Regions from separate parts of the Mus musculus genome. Here region 2 is linked to region 1. A link is a contact called in public promoter capture Hi-C data. All regions are on one chromosome and are shown on one strand. The core of a region is the stretch at or near the end of the contact, and the rest is flanking DNA. Distances in the headings are between cores, read along the strand shown.

Region 1 (7,137 bases), core at 4,249-6,748:
GTTGCAGCAAAGGTCTGGGCCATCCTGGGATTTGTAGATAGGCAAATACCTGCTGGCAATTCTGTAGTGCCCATGATTCTCGATAGGGTTTCTCTCTTGCTATGTTTCCATCCCGTTGGCTTCAGCAATTAATCCCATTTCCAGTCCTATGCCCTCTCAAAGGTTTCTACCCATTCCCTATGATTCTCCCCAGCTCCTGCCTCCCAGGCACATCTCTGTGATGGTGCTTAGGATGAGCCAGCCTCCTCAGGTGGTCCTGGGAGACAGCTGTGAGAAGGGACTAGCCGTGTCTCTGGAGAGAAGGCTCACCGTGAAGGTTTAGCATCTAATCCTCTACCTAGCTGTCCTGGGATGGAGATCTGGATACCCAGGCCCTGAAACGCAGGGAAAGAGGTAGGACTAGCTATATCATCTGCAGAGCCCATTGCAAAGTGAAAACCTAGAGCCCCCAAACTTAGCCACTGAGCTGGGCTGGGTTCTAGTTAGTAAGATAAAACAGACAAAACTGCCCAAGGTGTTACAAAGCAGTGGTAGAGCACATTAAGGCGGGAAGGAAGAAAACTAGAATTCCATGGCCAAGTGTGGGGATTTTCTATGTTTGGGCGGGTATGTTATCTAAGTCACGCATCCATGAAGCTAATTGTGACAGAGGAGATAGCTTACACCCCGAGGAACTCCCAAGGATTTATTTTTCCAGTCGAATGGTTAGAAGTATTCTTGGTCACAAGATGTCTCTAAGTTCTCTCAAATATAAGCCCTGCGCTCTTAAGGTCTTAAATGAGCCCCATGACATGGGCATGGACAGCAAAGACTCACAAATGGGGAACCTATGGGCTTTCATCATAATGATAGGTTGCCGAGATGAGATGGTCTAAGCCTAAGGGAACTTGCAGAACATCTGTGTGGCCCCAGCTTCCCCAGCTATTCCCTATTTCTAGGGTGTGGTGGCCTGATCCATTTTGCCTCCACCCCCACCAGGGCTTGCCCAAATCCATCTCTCTCCAGCACACAGCATGGCATCCACAGCCCAAGGCAAGGCGGCCAAGGTAAACAGAGAGGTTTCCTCACCTCACCCAGGAGGGAATTCCCAGGCAATCCCGGCATACTCCTTTCTGGCTCCAAGGTGGCAGCTGCCAAGATGCCCCTAGGTCCCCTTGCTTTTCTGGGAACCAGGATGTTGTGCTCTCTGGGGCCCCTCTGCCAGGGGACAGGGTAGATTGTAGCTGTATTATGAGACATATAAGACCAGAATGGAAGACAGAACCAAGGAAGGAACCCGGGCATCCTGAGACCTGATCCCAAAGCACGGAACACCGGCATCCAGAACCTGACCCCAGCAGGCTGTTGCCTGTTAAAGGAGTGTAGTCATCTTCAGATAGATGAACCACCCATTGGTTCATTTCAACCAAAACCATTGTGATAAGTCAGCCATGGCAGTGCACGTCTGAAATCTCAGCACTAAAGAGGCTGGGGCAGGAAAGTTGCAGCAAAGTTCTGGGCCATCCTGGGCTGCCAAATGCAATTCTGTCTCAAAAAAAAAAAAAAAAAAAAAGAAAAGAAAAGAAAAGAAAAGAAAAGAAATAATCATTGTGTTGGTTGAAAGAGGCCAGATACTAATAGAGCTGTATGCTTGCACCTCCCTGGAGTTTCACACAAGGCAGGATAAATATAAATTATAGCAGATCAGTGGCTGCTGGGGCCTAGGTACTGGGAGAAGAGTGACTGCAAAGAGGTGGGAGGAGCCAGGTGTAATGGAACAGACCTTTAATCCTAGCAGAGGCTGGCAGATCTCTGAGTTTGAGGCTAGCCAGGTCTATAGAATGAGTTCCAGAACCGAGAGACCCTATCTACAAAAACCAAAGTGTGAGGGGTCAGGAAGAACCCTTCTAGGATAGTGGGCCAGAGAGCGGCACATGTATTTGTCAGAACTTACCGAAATGTCACAAGTAGAAGCTTAAAAAGGTGAATTCTACGTGAACTTAGTTTGATTTAAAAGAAGGAGCTAGCAGTGCAACTTGCCTGCCACATGCAACAGCTGGAGCTCCACATAAACTGGACTCGATGGCACATGTCCTAATCCCAGCACTTGAGAAATGGAAGCAGAAGGATCCGAAGTTCAAGGTCACTCCCTACTGCAAGGTCAACTGAAGATGCATGAGACTGTATCTTAAATAAATAAGAAAGAGTCATAGAAATGGTTAAGTGAACCTGTGTTGCCCATGGCTATAGAGGGGTGGCAACCTTGAGAACTGACCAAGAAACAAGCCTCTTCAGCGAGCGTAATGGAATTGGGAACAGGGACCTATGTCAGCCAGAGCCCCTTACTATTGGACAGAAAAGGTCTGCGGAGAAAGACACAGCAAGAATGGAGGTGGACCAGCAGACCACGATGCCTTGGGCACTAAGGATAGGCGCCAGCCTAGTTATGACCCACAGTGGGAGGGAAGAGGTCTGGAAAATTCAGACAATGGGGAGAAGCCAGGCCTGGGGCCATGGCTGGTACCCAGCCTTCTCCATAGACCTCCCCTTGACTATTAGGTCAAGAGCTTTGTTCCAACAGCATCAGAGGGCCAGTTGGGAGTTGGGGTAACTCCCTGAGGACACCAGGGCAGACCCATACAGTGTGGGAGTCGAACTGCCAGAGACCCTGAGTGACTAAGAAGATAAGTAGGAATCAATGCCACTCACCCTGTTGAGGACTCAGGCTGCCCTCCAGGCCTGGGCACTGGCTCCAGGATGGGCACTGACCCCCTCCATACCCACACAGCCGCTAAATTTAGCCAAGCAGGGGAGGCTGTCCTGGGGCCGAGTCGTTGGCAGCAGGGCCATGTCTCCCTACAAGGCCCGGCCCAGAACTGGAGCTGGCCACCCGGCCTTTGGGCTTATAAGGCAGGCTTGGCAGATCTCCAGTGTTGGAGTCTTCGGGTGGGACCTGAGCCAAGCCCTTAGACTTTGGGGAGCCTCTCTTCCATGCACAAGCAAACTCAAGAACTTCTTGTTCCATGACCTTTGACCAGGTGTTCAACTTCCAGAGCCTTGGTTTCTGCATCTGTATAATGGGCATTCTAGCATCCACTTTATAGGGCCATAGTAAAGAAAAGGCCAGTGAACTCCATTGTGTAGAATTCTGACATGTGTTCTCTCCACCTGTACTAACAAAGCCTAGGGCCAAAAGATGTCTGTCCTTAAGAGTGAACCAGTGCAAGAGATGTGTGTGTGTGTGTGTGTGTGTGTGTGTGTGTTACTCGAATATCTGGAAGTGTGTGCATATGGAGGGGTGTGTGTGTATGTGTGTGTGGAGGCTGCAGGTCAACATGAGATGTCTTCCTCTCCCCATCTTTTTTTTTTTTTTTTTTTTTTTTTTTTGCAACAGGTGTTTTCATTGACCTTAGAGCACCACATTTGAGCTTGGCTGGCCCATGACCTCCAGGGATCTGCTGATCTCTACCAGTCCAGCATTGGGTTACAGATGTATGCTGCTGAGCCCCCATGAATGTTGGGAAGCCAAACTCAGTTCCTTGTGCTTGCACCGGCTGAGCCACCCCTATAGTCTCATGTGGTTGGCTCGATTCTGCAGGGTTATTATCAAGAAAAGAAAGTTGTGCCTTTGGTGGCACCTTGGGTCTTTCAGTACCTTCAGGTGGCCCTCTCTGCCATGCTGACTGAGAACAGGGCTGATGCCCAGACACAGGCCTGAGGGTGTATCTAACAAGCTATAAACCTGGCTTCTTGGGGATGGAGTGAGTGGGGGAAGAAGAGGAAAGAGCAGGAGGAGGAAGAGGAAACATAAAAGGAAAGAGGATAGGGAGAAAGAAGAAAAGGAGAAAGAAAGAGAAAGGAAGGGAGGAGGTGAAGTGGGGGAAGAAGAAGAGGAGTATGGGAGAGGGCGGCTGTGGCATGAAGCAACATACTGGACAATGACTGCCTTCCTTTTCCTTTCTTCTCTCCATCCTTTCTCTTCTCCCTCAATTGGAGCAGGTCCCTCTCTAGAATATGGCGTAAGCATCGTCGGGGCGGGCACAGAGATGGCTCAGTCTTAGCACCCACCCATTCCTATCACACACAATTCATTTCTGGGCCTACTGCTGTAACAGCTGCACGTGAAGTCAGCTGGGAGAGGGACATGCCCTTTTGTTTGGGGTCAGGGTAAGGTCACAGAGCCTGCTGAAGCTCTGACTCCTTAGGAAAAAAAAAGCGAAGGATGTGGTTCCCACCACCCTGGCTCAGTGGCGTCAGACAGTTGAGAGAGTTCCTACTGGAATGTCAGTGTGTGTGTGTGTGTGTGTGTGTGTGTGTGTGTGTGTTTTCTATTCAAGAGGTTGGGGCTGGTCCTGGGTGCTGGGAGGGGACATGCAGAAAGCAGCCCAGTTTGCATAAGGGTTCGGTGCCAGGCCCAGGGGCCATTCGCTCCCTGTTAGTAGCTCATGAGGAAGAAGATTCCTTATCAGCACTCAGCGTGGGTCGGCTTGGCCGGGGGTGCAGAGCAGTGAAGGTTACCAAGGAGACCTGTGCTTCAGGCTGGTTCTTCTAGTAGGCCAGGGTGAGAATGCTTCCCTCTGACCCTAGGTGCACAGTGTGAGCCAGCCTGATCAGGTTCTTGGGACCCTATGCTCAGGGTCTGCTTTACTATTGAGGAAGGCAAGGGTTGTATTGGACCTGAACCCTAATTCAACAGTGTATTTTAGTTCTCTGTCCTGGAGGTTTCTGGGACCGTCCCCCAAGGGCTTCTTCACTCTGGGGAAAGTGTTATGTTGTCCCACTTTACAAGAAGCAGACTTAGAAAAGCCAGACAATGCCCCCAAGCCCTCAACAAGTGACACAACTGCCTAATATCAGGCTTTCCAAGCTGGGTCTCAGAACTCCCTAGGGATAGGTGACCCTAGTCTCGTCTAGATGTCTACCTCCCTGTCTGTTCTGGTGGTAAGGATGGGATGGGAGTGGTGTCAGGAGTACAGTCAAGCAGGTCAGACAGAGGGAGAGCAAGGTTGCAGATAGAGATGCCAGCCTGAGGCTGAAGTTAATGGGTATAGACCAAGCTTGGACTTGAAGGGACTGACGAAGAGGGAGTGTCCAAGGGTAGCTCTAGGCTACAGGACTTGACATCAGTTCTGTTCATCTTCCTGCAGGTCCCCAGGACTGAACTGTCTACTCTGAGACTGTGGGGGTGGGGATGGAGGTAGAGTGTTGAGGGATTGTCCTGGCGAGACCCTTCAGTTCTGTCCTGTCAGGTTCCTGGAGTGGGGGTAGCCAGTAGCTTTATCTCTGGCCCTGTGGCTGGTGGCCATGGTGGTTTCCGGAGAGCAGCTCCTGTTTCCGGAGGCCCAGCAGGGCCCAGGCGGAGCCTTGAGGGGTAGTGGGGCTGGGCCTGGGTGGCCTCACTGGCTCCGCCTCTGTCTATCTTTGGGAATTTATTTCACGGGGCACCACTGGCCGGTACTCCACTGCCTGCCAGCAGTCAAAAGCTGCTCTGATCACCCTGGGTTTTTCCCTCCTAACCCAGATCCCACCAACGAACCTCCAACTCTGGCCCCACTTGGCCTGCTCTGTTCTTAAGGGGCTGGGAAGCCTCCAGCCACTCCACTGCTCTCTCTGTAGACACAGATGCTAGCCTGCCCTTGACCACAGAGGCCGTGCGGGGGGCTTGTCTCTGAGCCCCTTCTGGCCCACCATGGCTCGGCGGCTGCAGGATGAGCTGTCAGCCTTCTTCTTTGAGTATGACACTCCCCGGATGGTGCTGGTACGAAACAAGAAGGTGGGAGTCATTTTCCGTCTGATCCAGTTGGTGGTTCTGGTCTACGTCATTGGGTGAGTCTAAGTCCCCCTCCCAACACCTTTGGGCACCAGTCTTCTACATGTGCCAATCCTCAGAGCTCTGGGGTACCCTTCATCTCTCCAAGCACTGGAAAGCTCTCCTGGTGAGCCTCCATGCCTTAAGAAGGAATAGGCCCTGTTAACCTACTGTCAAGATGGAGACACCAATGCAGGATAGGACACGCTACTCTGGGTGCATGGTGACCAAGGGGCAACACCATTGTGGGTCCTGAGGACATTGTAAAAGGCCCCTTCTAGTGAGTGAGTGGCACGCCCTGCAAGAGCCCTTTTCACCTCCAACTTTCCTCATGCAACTGAAACAAAGCAATGCCTCATTTTACTCGCCAGAACATAGGCTCTGTTCCCGTCTCTCCAGTCAGAACAAAGGACAACCTGGGAAATCCAGGTCCCTGGGGGACTAAAAGACAATTGGATTCTGAACACTTAGCATCTTGATGGAGACACAGAGCAGGAAGTAGTCTCCATTCCCAAGTGTGACATCTCCTTCCCTGGCACAGGGTCAGAGCAGCACAGGTCTCCTTCAGCTATCTGGCTAGCCTGGGAACCATGCAAAGGCTAGCAGGCCAGGCAGGATCTTGTGTTTGCATGTGTGTTGTGTGGGCTAACATGGTATTCTATGACTGCCCATGTCCTATATATTTAGCCATGTACCGGTGGTTTTATATACCTGGTTGGCTACGCAAGCTTACAGCTGTGTCTCTGTCTGCCCTGGGTCTGAGGTAGCTGGGTACCAGAAGTGTCACATGTCAGGAGCATCATGCTTACTTACAGTCACACTAAAAAGAGCCTCTAGAGGCTATGAGATCAGTAAAAGGGTTGGGTCCTAATGGGAGCCTGAGAACGCCCAGTACCCCTGCCTGCCTGTGTTGTGTGGTTCTGAGGGCTCTGCAAATCCCCATTTGGGGGGACTGGGACTAAGAGCCCAAAGAGTTACTCATGTGGTACTAGCCTCTTGGGAGTATCTAGTTCCTAGAGTAGCCTTTCTTCTGCTCACTGATGCCCTAAGATTCAGAGCTAGTCAGGTGCAGCCAAAGCCAGGATCCTTCAGCTGCATTTCAGGCTATGTCTTGGTCACAAATCAAGTTGGTCAAGCTTAAGAGGAAGACTAAGGCCCATAGAGGAGCCCTGGAATTTCTAGGTCACTAGGCAAATCAACCCTGAACCTTTGCTCTGTCTCCTCATTTCCCACTCCCTACAAAGTTTCCAGGAAACTTTCTGATGGGTACCAGTAGCCTCCTGCTGAGCACAAGAGGGGCGTAAACGTCCACCATTAATTATTTGCTAGTTCCTCAGGAAGGAGAAGTC
Region 2 (7,509 bases), core at 3,645-6,144, 1.4 Mb after region 1:
GTTTGGAATGGGGTTAATGACTATAACCGCAGAGTCATAGAACTGGACAGCGATACCGTTACTGGACCCAGCCAGACAGCAGGTGGAAGAGCTGGTCAGAAAGCCTTCCTCCGTATAGTGGGCAGAATAATGGGCCCCAGGATGTCCAAAAGCTCCAAGCTATTTGACCTAGGGAGGGGGTGTGCAGATTTCAAGAATCCTAAGAACTAAACCTCTGAGCTGGAGGTTCCCCCACTTAGTGTTAGAATAACAGATGGAATTCCAGGGTACCAGCAGGGTCCAAAAGTGTTAAGGGCTAGTTATTGGCCCGGGTGAATGACATCCATGCCTTGTACAGCACTTTCTACATACATGAGAATTCTGTCCATAGCTAATATCTCCCCTTCCTGTTTTCAGAGAGAAAAGTTGAACCCAGGAAGCAACCAAACCCTGAGGGGCAGAGAGAGAGGTACCAGGTGCTTGTGTGAAAGATGGCGCTTCAGTTCAAATCCTGGAGGAGGCACTGCAGCCCCCAGCACAGGAGACTGCAGGTATGGGGTTCCATACAGGAGAGGGAAGCCAATAGCACTAACAATGCAGGTTACCTGCTATACTGCTGTTCAGCCAGCACTCCCAGTCATCTAGAACTTACCTTCATGTTAATATCAGCCATCAGATTCCAGTCCTAAAATGAGATGTGACTCTGGCCCCTTAAGTGGAATGGAGACACCACCAGTCTCGATGAGCTATTTTGGAGACTGAGGTCATAATCAATTCTTCCCTCAGGCTTGTTTTTAAAATGGTAAGTTGGTCCTATGCAGTTGATGTAACCAGGGATAATGGCAATCAGTCTAAGACAGCTTAGACTTTTGCTCTTGCATTTTGTCCAGGAGGAATATTAGGTGCGAAGGAAGACCAAAGTGTGGATGCTTCCATCCTTCTTAGGAGGGGGAACAAAATACTCACAGGAGGAAATACAGAGACAAAAAGTGGAGCAGAGACTGAAGGAAAGGCCATCCAGAGACTGCCCCACCTGGGGATCCATCCCATATACAGTCACCAAACCCAGACACTATTGTGGATGCCAAGAAGTGCTTGCTGACAGGAGCCTGATATAGCTGTCTCCTGAGAGGCTCTGCCAGAGCCTGACAAATACAGAGGCAGATGCTCACAGCCAACCACTAGACTAAGCACAGGGTCCCCAACAGAGGAGTTAGAGAAATGACTGAAGGAGCTGAAGTGGTTTGCCACTCCCATAAGAGGAACAACAATGTCAACCAACCAGACCCCCTCCCAGAGTGCCCAGGGACTAAACCACCAACCAAAGAGTACACATGGAGGGACCCATGGCTCCAGCCACATATGTAGCAGAGGATGGCCTTGTCAGGCATGAATGAGAGGAGAGGCCCTTGGTCCTGTGAAGACTCAATGCCCCAGTGGAATGCCAGGGTGGAGAGGCAGGAGTGGGTGGGTGGGTGGGTGGGGGAACACCCTCATAGAAGCAGGGGGAGGGAGAGGGGATAGGGGGCATGGGGGGGGACCAGGAAAGGGGATAACATTTGGAATGTATCCAATAAAAAAATATTAGGTTGAAGTAGGTGACTTCACTGAACTATATCAAGATGCATAGAATCCACAAACACAGAGAGAGAGAGAGAGAGAGAGAGAGAGAGAGAGAGAGAGAGAATACAACATACCTCAAACCTCTGCCTGCTGCCTCCATGTAGCCTGTGTGCTCTGGACCCCATCCATTCGTCCATTCATCCATTCACCCAGCTGCAGGCTATGGCTCCTCTACCTCCTCATAGCTCCTGAGTGACAGCCCTCCCCATGCTCGTCCCCACAGCCAAACTTCAGGCCCGTTTCCAGCTGATAAATGTTGTGTTTCTTTCTTAATCATTTAGCATATATGAATTGTTACCAGTTTTATTAAGCTTATATGTCTTTATTTCTATCGGTCACCAATAATGTATTTGAGTGTCCCACACTTAGCCCATCTTTGCCACAGTTGTGGTTTCCCACGGTGTGTTTTTAGGGGCTGATAAGTCATTACAGCTAACTGGCTACCTATGTAAGCATCAATTGCTACTGTTGAGATTATCATTATTAACTGAATCTCTGCTACTATACATAACGTTTTTCAAAGCGCGTTTGATCAATTAGGAGTTCATTTTTATCCTTATGCTTTCCATGGGGCGTCTATTTCTGATAGCACATAGAGGAAAATTCAGAGCCCGGCAATGTTGAGTAATTTGCCCAAGATCACAAAGCAAGTCTCCGACAGAGGCTTAAAACCTGCCTCTTGCCTTCAAATCTACACCCAGCAGGTCAAGCAAAGCACATGAATGAGCGTAGCCACTGTGAGTCAGAGGAAGATAAGAAAGGCATTAGTCATAGGCGACCCCTCGAACAGAAAATCTGCAAAGGAGCTTGGGCAAAGGAGAGAGACTGGTGGGCAGGAGACAACAGGAGACTCGTCTCCTCAGTACCACAGAGGCAAATAGAGTGGGTAAGCGATGGGCGATGGGCGATGGGCGGAGTGAGCAGTAAGGAGTGCTGGAGAATATGGTAAACTCGGGTCTCACCATAGGGAGTTCGAGCCCGCTTTCATCAATCCATGCCTGAGTAGATTTAGTCTGACTTAAAAAAAAAAAAAAAGAAAGAAAAGAAAGAAAGAAACTCCCTTTTTTGTTGTTGTTACGGTTAGTTTGCGTGCGCGTGCACACATGTGTTGCATATGTATGTAGTGTTGTTGCATATGTATGTAGTGTACCCATGTGAGTGCACATATCCTGTGCACACATGTGTTGCATATGTATGTAGTGTTGTTGCATATGTATGTAGTGTACCCATGTGAGTGCACATATCCTGTACACACATGTGTTGCATATGTATGTAGTGTTGTTGCATATGTATGTAGTATACCCATGTGAGTGCCAGGGACATCACTAGTCTTCCTCCCTCACTCTGGACCTTACTGTCTCGAGACAGGGTCTCTCACTGAGCGGGAAGCTTGCCATCTTCCCTTGGCTGACAAACAAGTTCTCAGTATCTGCCTGCTTTCACCTCCCCTGTCCCCCACTCTAGGGTCACAGGATGTGCAGTCAGGCATGGCTTTTTGTGGGCTGGAGATTCAAATTCAGATCCAAATGCTTGCGGAGGGAGCACGCAATCTTATCCAACAAACCACTGCCCCAGTGCCAGGTTTGTTTGCTTTGTTTGTTTTTAATATTAATAAAGTTTTCAAACAGGTTCAAGCTGATAGCCACCCTCCAGTGAAAGGCCCTGCCGAAAGTCTAGTAGAGCCCCACTCCAAGAAATGTGAACTCTAATGGACACAAAATATGTTATTTATTGTCAATTTCTGCAAAGACACATTTAAGCAACAAAATATACATTTTCAACCTTTTAGAATTTGTTTTATACATTAACAAATACAATGTGCTACCATAGCAATAAATTAGATGTACACTATTTACATCACATAGGCAGTCAGGATCTACAAATCACCCCCCTCACTGAGAGGAAGCAAAGAAAAGTCATCGTCACAGGGGTCACTTTCAAACTACACCTCTTAGGTTCTACCACATGGGCATCTCTTCACATGGCAACCCCGGCACCCTGGGAGCTGGAGATCAGGCGGGGACATCACAAGTTGGCATAGACGCTAAGGAGTGGGAAGGGGAATTTCACCCTTTCAAGTGGAAATGTCACAGAACCAAAGACAATGGCAACTGATTCCAGTCTTGCAGCCAAGCGCACTATCCGCTGGGGGTGTTAAGGCCCAGGTCAAAGCCACTGCCCCAGCTACTACTCACTGCAGACGGCCCTTGGCTCTGGGCATCCAAAGAAGCACATAGCCTGGCTGCAAAGAGACACGGGATTGGTGTGGGCAAGCGGCTGGTGGCAAAACAGACACCAGAGTTTCGTAGGATGCCTCAGAAGCCCTCCACCGAGTGGGCGGCAGGATCAGCCTTGTTCATTGTGCCAACCTGTCTTTGTCTTTGATTGAGGGGTAACTAGAAGCTGGGGAGGGAACATGGGGTTCCAGAGTATGGCTAACTAACCTGGTTGCTGCTGGCCCAGAAGCCATATGTTCTATCGGAACCCCAGGACCCAACACACGTACACACAACACAGCTGTCTTTGCAGACCAAGAAACAAAGGACAAAAGGTGATGTTTGAGTTGGCACCATAAAGGGTCAAAGAAAAGAAAATGACACTGGCTGTGCCCTGCCTGGTCACCTGAGCTGGGCTTTTATTACCCATCTCCATTTTAAAACCTGGAGAGGCCTGGGCCTAGACTCAGCGGCAGAGCCCTCACTCAGCATGAGCAAGGCCTTGGGGACGTTCCCAGCACCACCAAAAAATGAGGAAGGGAGGGATGGAGAGAGGGAGGAAGAAAAGATATATCAGAGAATTAGTTCATTTTATCATCTTCTGTCCTGATTTCGAACAAAGAAGTCAAGGGTAGCTAATGCATTTTGTCCAGATGACTTTGTCCCAGTCACTGAAAACCCAAAGAAGCACTTGACTGCAATCCCTCCTCCTCCATTTCCCAAGCCCCCGGGTCCTCACTGATCGAAGCTTGTCATGCTGGAAAAGAGCAGAGGCAGAGGCCCTATCAATACCTCGGACCTCAGCACCTGCCCGCCAGTGCAGAGACCCCAGCTACCAGGCTTCCTCAAAACCCAGGCTCCAGGAAATGCAACTGCTTGCTGTGCCAACAGTAAGTACAGTTGGTATGCAGGAACGGGCTCAAGGCGGCTGTGTGGCCTCAGGCAAGTTCTTTCTGTTCATCTGGAGGATGACATGGTCTGTTGAGATGCAAACAGGGCCTAGGAGGCTTGAGTATCAAAAAGGGCCCACAAAACTGAAGTCCAGATGGTTTTCCAAGAAACACCATTTGACATTCATTATCACAGAGAGAGAAACTCTGGCTAAGGCCTTCTATCTGGAGCCCTCCCACATCTGCTTTAGTGTATCAACAGAGCTGGGGGCATCTGGATGCCTATTAACACCTGCAAAATATAGTTTCCAGAGTTGTGACCAGGAGAACCCCTTGTGGAAGTAACAGTGGAAATGTCCCCCCACATCCAAGCAGAAGTATCGGCTACAGAGGCTCAGTCACATGAAGGGGCCTCAGCAAGGCTCGGAGCCCTAAGACTTGGTACAGCCATGAAAGGAAAGACTGGATCAGAGTGTGGAGGAACAGCCTCCAGCCCAGAGGGCTGAGAGGAGACTGGGCCCTGCCATTATTCTACTCCCGTTAAGCAGAGAACTTGAGCTGGGCTGGCGGTACCTACTCTGGAAGCCACAGGATGACCTATTAGATAGAGAGAGGCATGAGCAGAGGGCAGGGGCATCTCATATCCTGCCCAGAGTACCTCAGCAGCAAACCAAGGGTGAGGACCACAGCCAGGGCCTCTCAGTTCCTCAGCACACAGTCATCCAGCCCAGAGGTAATGCCTGCAGGCAGAGTAGCCAAAGCAGTGGGGACGAGGCTTATAAGGTTTCCAGACAGCGTGGGACAACCTGAAAGCCCCTGAAGAGCCCCAGACCACAATACAACATAGCACAATCACCAAGTGGGGAAAACTGCCCAACACAGAGAAGGGAGCCAGAGTCCTGTAATAGTTTCAAAGAAAACACGGTTTGACCTTTCAAGTTCAAGCAGAAACCTGCCAGCAGAACACTGCCAGAATCCACCCGCCTTCTTCCAGCCCCGGCTGCCGCTACGCTGGCTTTTAATAAAAGATAAACAGATATTCTGTTGACCTTCTAACTAGAACAAATCTTACCAGACTAGTATTTCACGTAAGCAGGTTTCCTAAGTGGAGTGAGGGATGAGCTCCCCCTCCCCTGGCTGCACGCAAGTGCGTGGGGGATGAAGGACCAAAACTGTGCTCAGATGACAAAGGCAGCAGAAACAGTTACTATACCAGCCCCAAAGGCTGTTCCACCCTTCTGTACTTTGGCTTGGGAATAGGAGCCTCTGCAGGCAAAGCACTTGGTTGGAAATTCTTGTCATCTGCTCGATGACACAGGAGCCCAGAACCAAGCAGCCCTGTGCCACAGACCCATGTGTACTTAATGAGGTGGGATCTTCAAGTGCCTGCTGTGTAGAGCCAGCGTTTAGCCTGTTGGATGCTCTATTCTACACCCAGCAGCAGAACCTTCCTGCAAACCTGGAAGACTGAGGAGCCAAAGACAGCTTCTCAGTCTTCAGGATGGGCTGGCTCACCCAGAGAAGGCAGCCATGACAAGGAGTACAGATGGCCTGTGGCTTAAAGCGCAGGCTCGTGGGGTCTGGGCTTCCAGGGGCCCTGAAGATGGGACAATGGCCTAAAAACCTGCAGTTGGAGATGGAAGGATGAAGACTAGGGGACTGAGCCTAGAATCAGTCCCTGGGCAGTACTGGTCCCCTCACGGGTAACAGGACCTCAGAGGTGGAAGAACACTGTATTGATTCCAACACTAAATTCAACCACCACACACTTGGCTGACCAAAAACTGCCAAGACACTCTCCACTACATCTCCCCCCTCTCTCACCTAAGACATGGCTTAAACTATGTCTTTTCCAAATTCTCACACAAGTGGAGACCTGAACCCCTAATGAGCCTTCTCACCCAGAGGCTCCTGCACTGGCCTTGTGTTCACCTTGGACTCCACACTCCTGGATGCCCACTACCAGGGCTCCTCCAACCACATAGATAATCAGCAGCTTGTGTAGAATTAGAAAGGAAAAAACCTTGAGACTACAGTCAAGGGAGCATGCAGCCGGGTTCTAGAACACCTAGCTCTGACTGGGAGCGTCCACCAGCCTGAGCCTCTTGAGGGGGCCCTGGCAGAAGTGACAGAGCTCCCTAGGCCTGGGCTGGCAGATGTGTCGGAAATACAGTAAGATTCAACCCAGAGGATACTGGGATATTCCTGGAAAAGCAGTCCAGGAAGGCACTGCACTGCGACCCAAGACAGACAGTACCCACCCACCATTCTGCAGTTACCTCTGCTCCCCACCACACAACCCTCTCTGTCCCTGGGGCAGACGAGCTCCCTAGCTTCTCGCTGAGCCCCCTGGGACTCAGAGTCCCCCTTGCCCAGATCTTTTCCTGCATGTAAAACAAGATGCTAGTTGACTCAGATAGCCGGTCACATCAGGAGGTCAGAAGCACAGGTTGGGGCTTTCAGGTCTGGAGAAGGATCTGGCAAGGTCATGGCCAGGTCAGGACGTGGAACAGACAGCTGGTGCGCTGGGCAGGTGGCCAGTGAGACAGCAGGCCTAAACGGTCAGAGTAGTGGATGGCACCCCCAAACTGCTGGAATTAGGAGCCTTCTGTAGGCCAGAATCCACACTTCCCTGGGAAGATAAGGAAGGGGGGATGGAGAACAAGCATTAGGTCAAAGAGAGATGAAAACACACTGGAGCCAAAGTAGGGAAGCCACTCAGGGCAAGGAGGCTGCCAAGTGTAAGGGGCCTGGACTCAGTCCCAGAAGCCGTGTGTAAGCATTGTACACCAGAAGCATCC

What was found. Promoter capture Hi-C pulls out the DNA fragments that hold promoters and counts their contacts.
Region 2: a contact with region 1 is called in a promoter capture Hi-C map of frontonasal cranial neural crest. The contact joins the enhancer-like site here to the promoter of P2rx1 in region 1. A contact is called at or near these places in 12 of 39 promoter capture datasets (the 3T3-L1 cell line, 3T3-L1-derived adipocytes, the C10 cell line and 8 more), 5 of 15 datasets of contacts at CTCF or cohesin (the NIH/3T3 cell line, embryonic stem cells, large pre-B cells and 2 more), 58 of 484 Hi-C or Micro-C datasets (B cells, the Ba/F3 cell line, the C2C12 cell line and 34 more), 3 of 115 datasets of contacts at active chromatin or transcription factors (bone marrow-derived dendritic cells, differentiating embryonic stem cells and embryonic stem cells) and 2 of 9 other capture datasets (embryonic stem cells and liver).

Annotation. Positions count from the first base shown.
Region 1 is chr11:72,993,647-73,000,783 of GRCm38.p6, forward strand. P2rx1 (purinergic receptor P2X, ligand-gated ion channel, 1) reads left to right here and starts at 5,499. Exons shown (of 12, transcript NM_008771.3): 1 at 5,499-5,805. The coding sequence starts at 5,669.
Region 2 is chr11:74,380,172-74,387,680 of GRCm38.p6, forward strand. Rap1gap2 (RAP1 GTPase activating protein 2) reads right to left here. Exons shown (of 25, transcript NM_001015046.3): 25 at 3,185-7,340. Among named protein-coding and RNA genes, the nearest start is that of Olfr412, 19 kb to the left of the region's middle. Within about 2 kb of position 4,895, at least 16 of the 459 cell types and tissues checked have an H3K27ac peak or open chromatin away from gene starts, as enhancers often do. A contact at or near this core is called in hippocampal neurons and proximal limb bud, where this site is marked.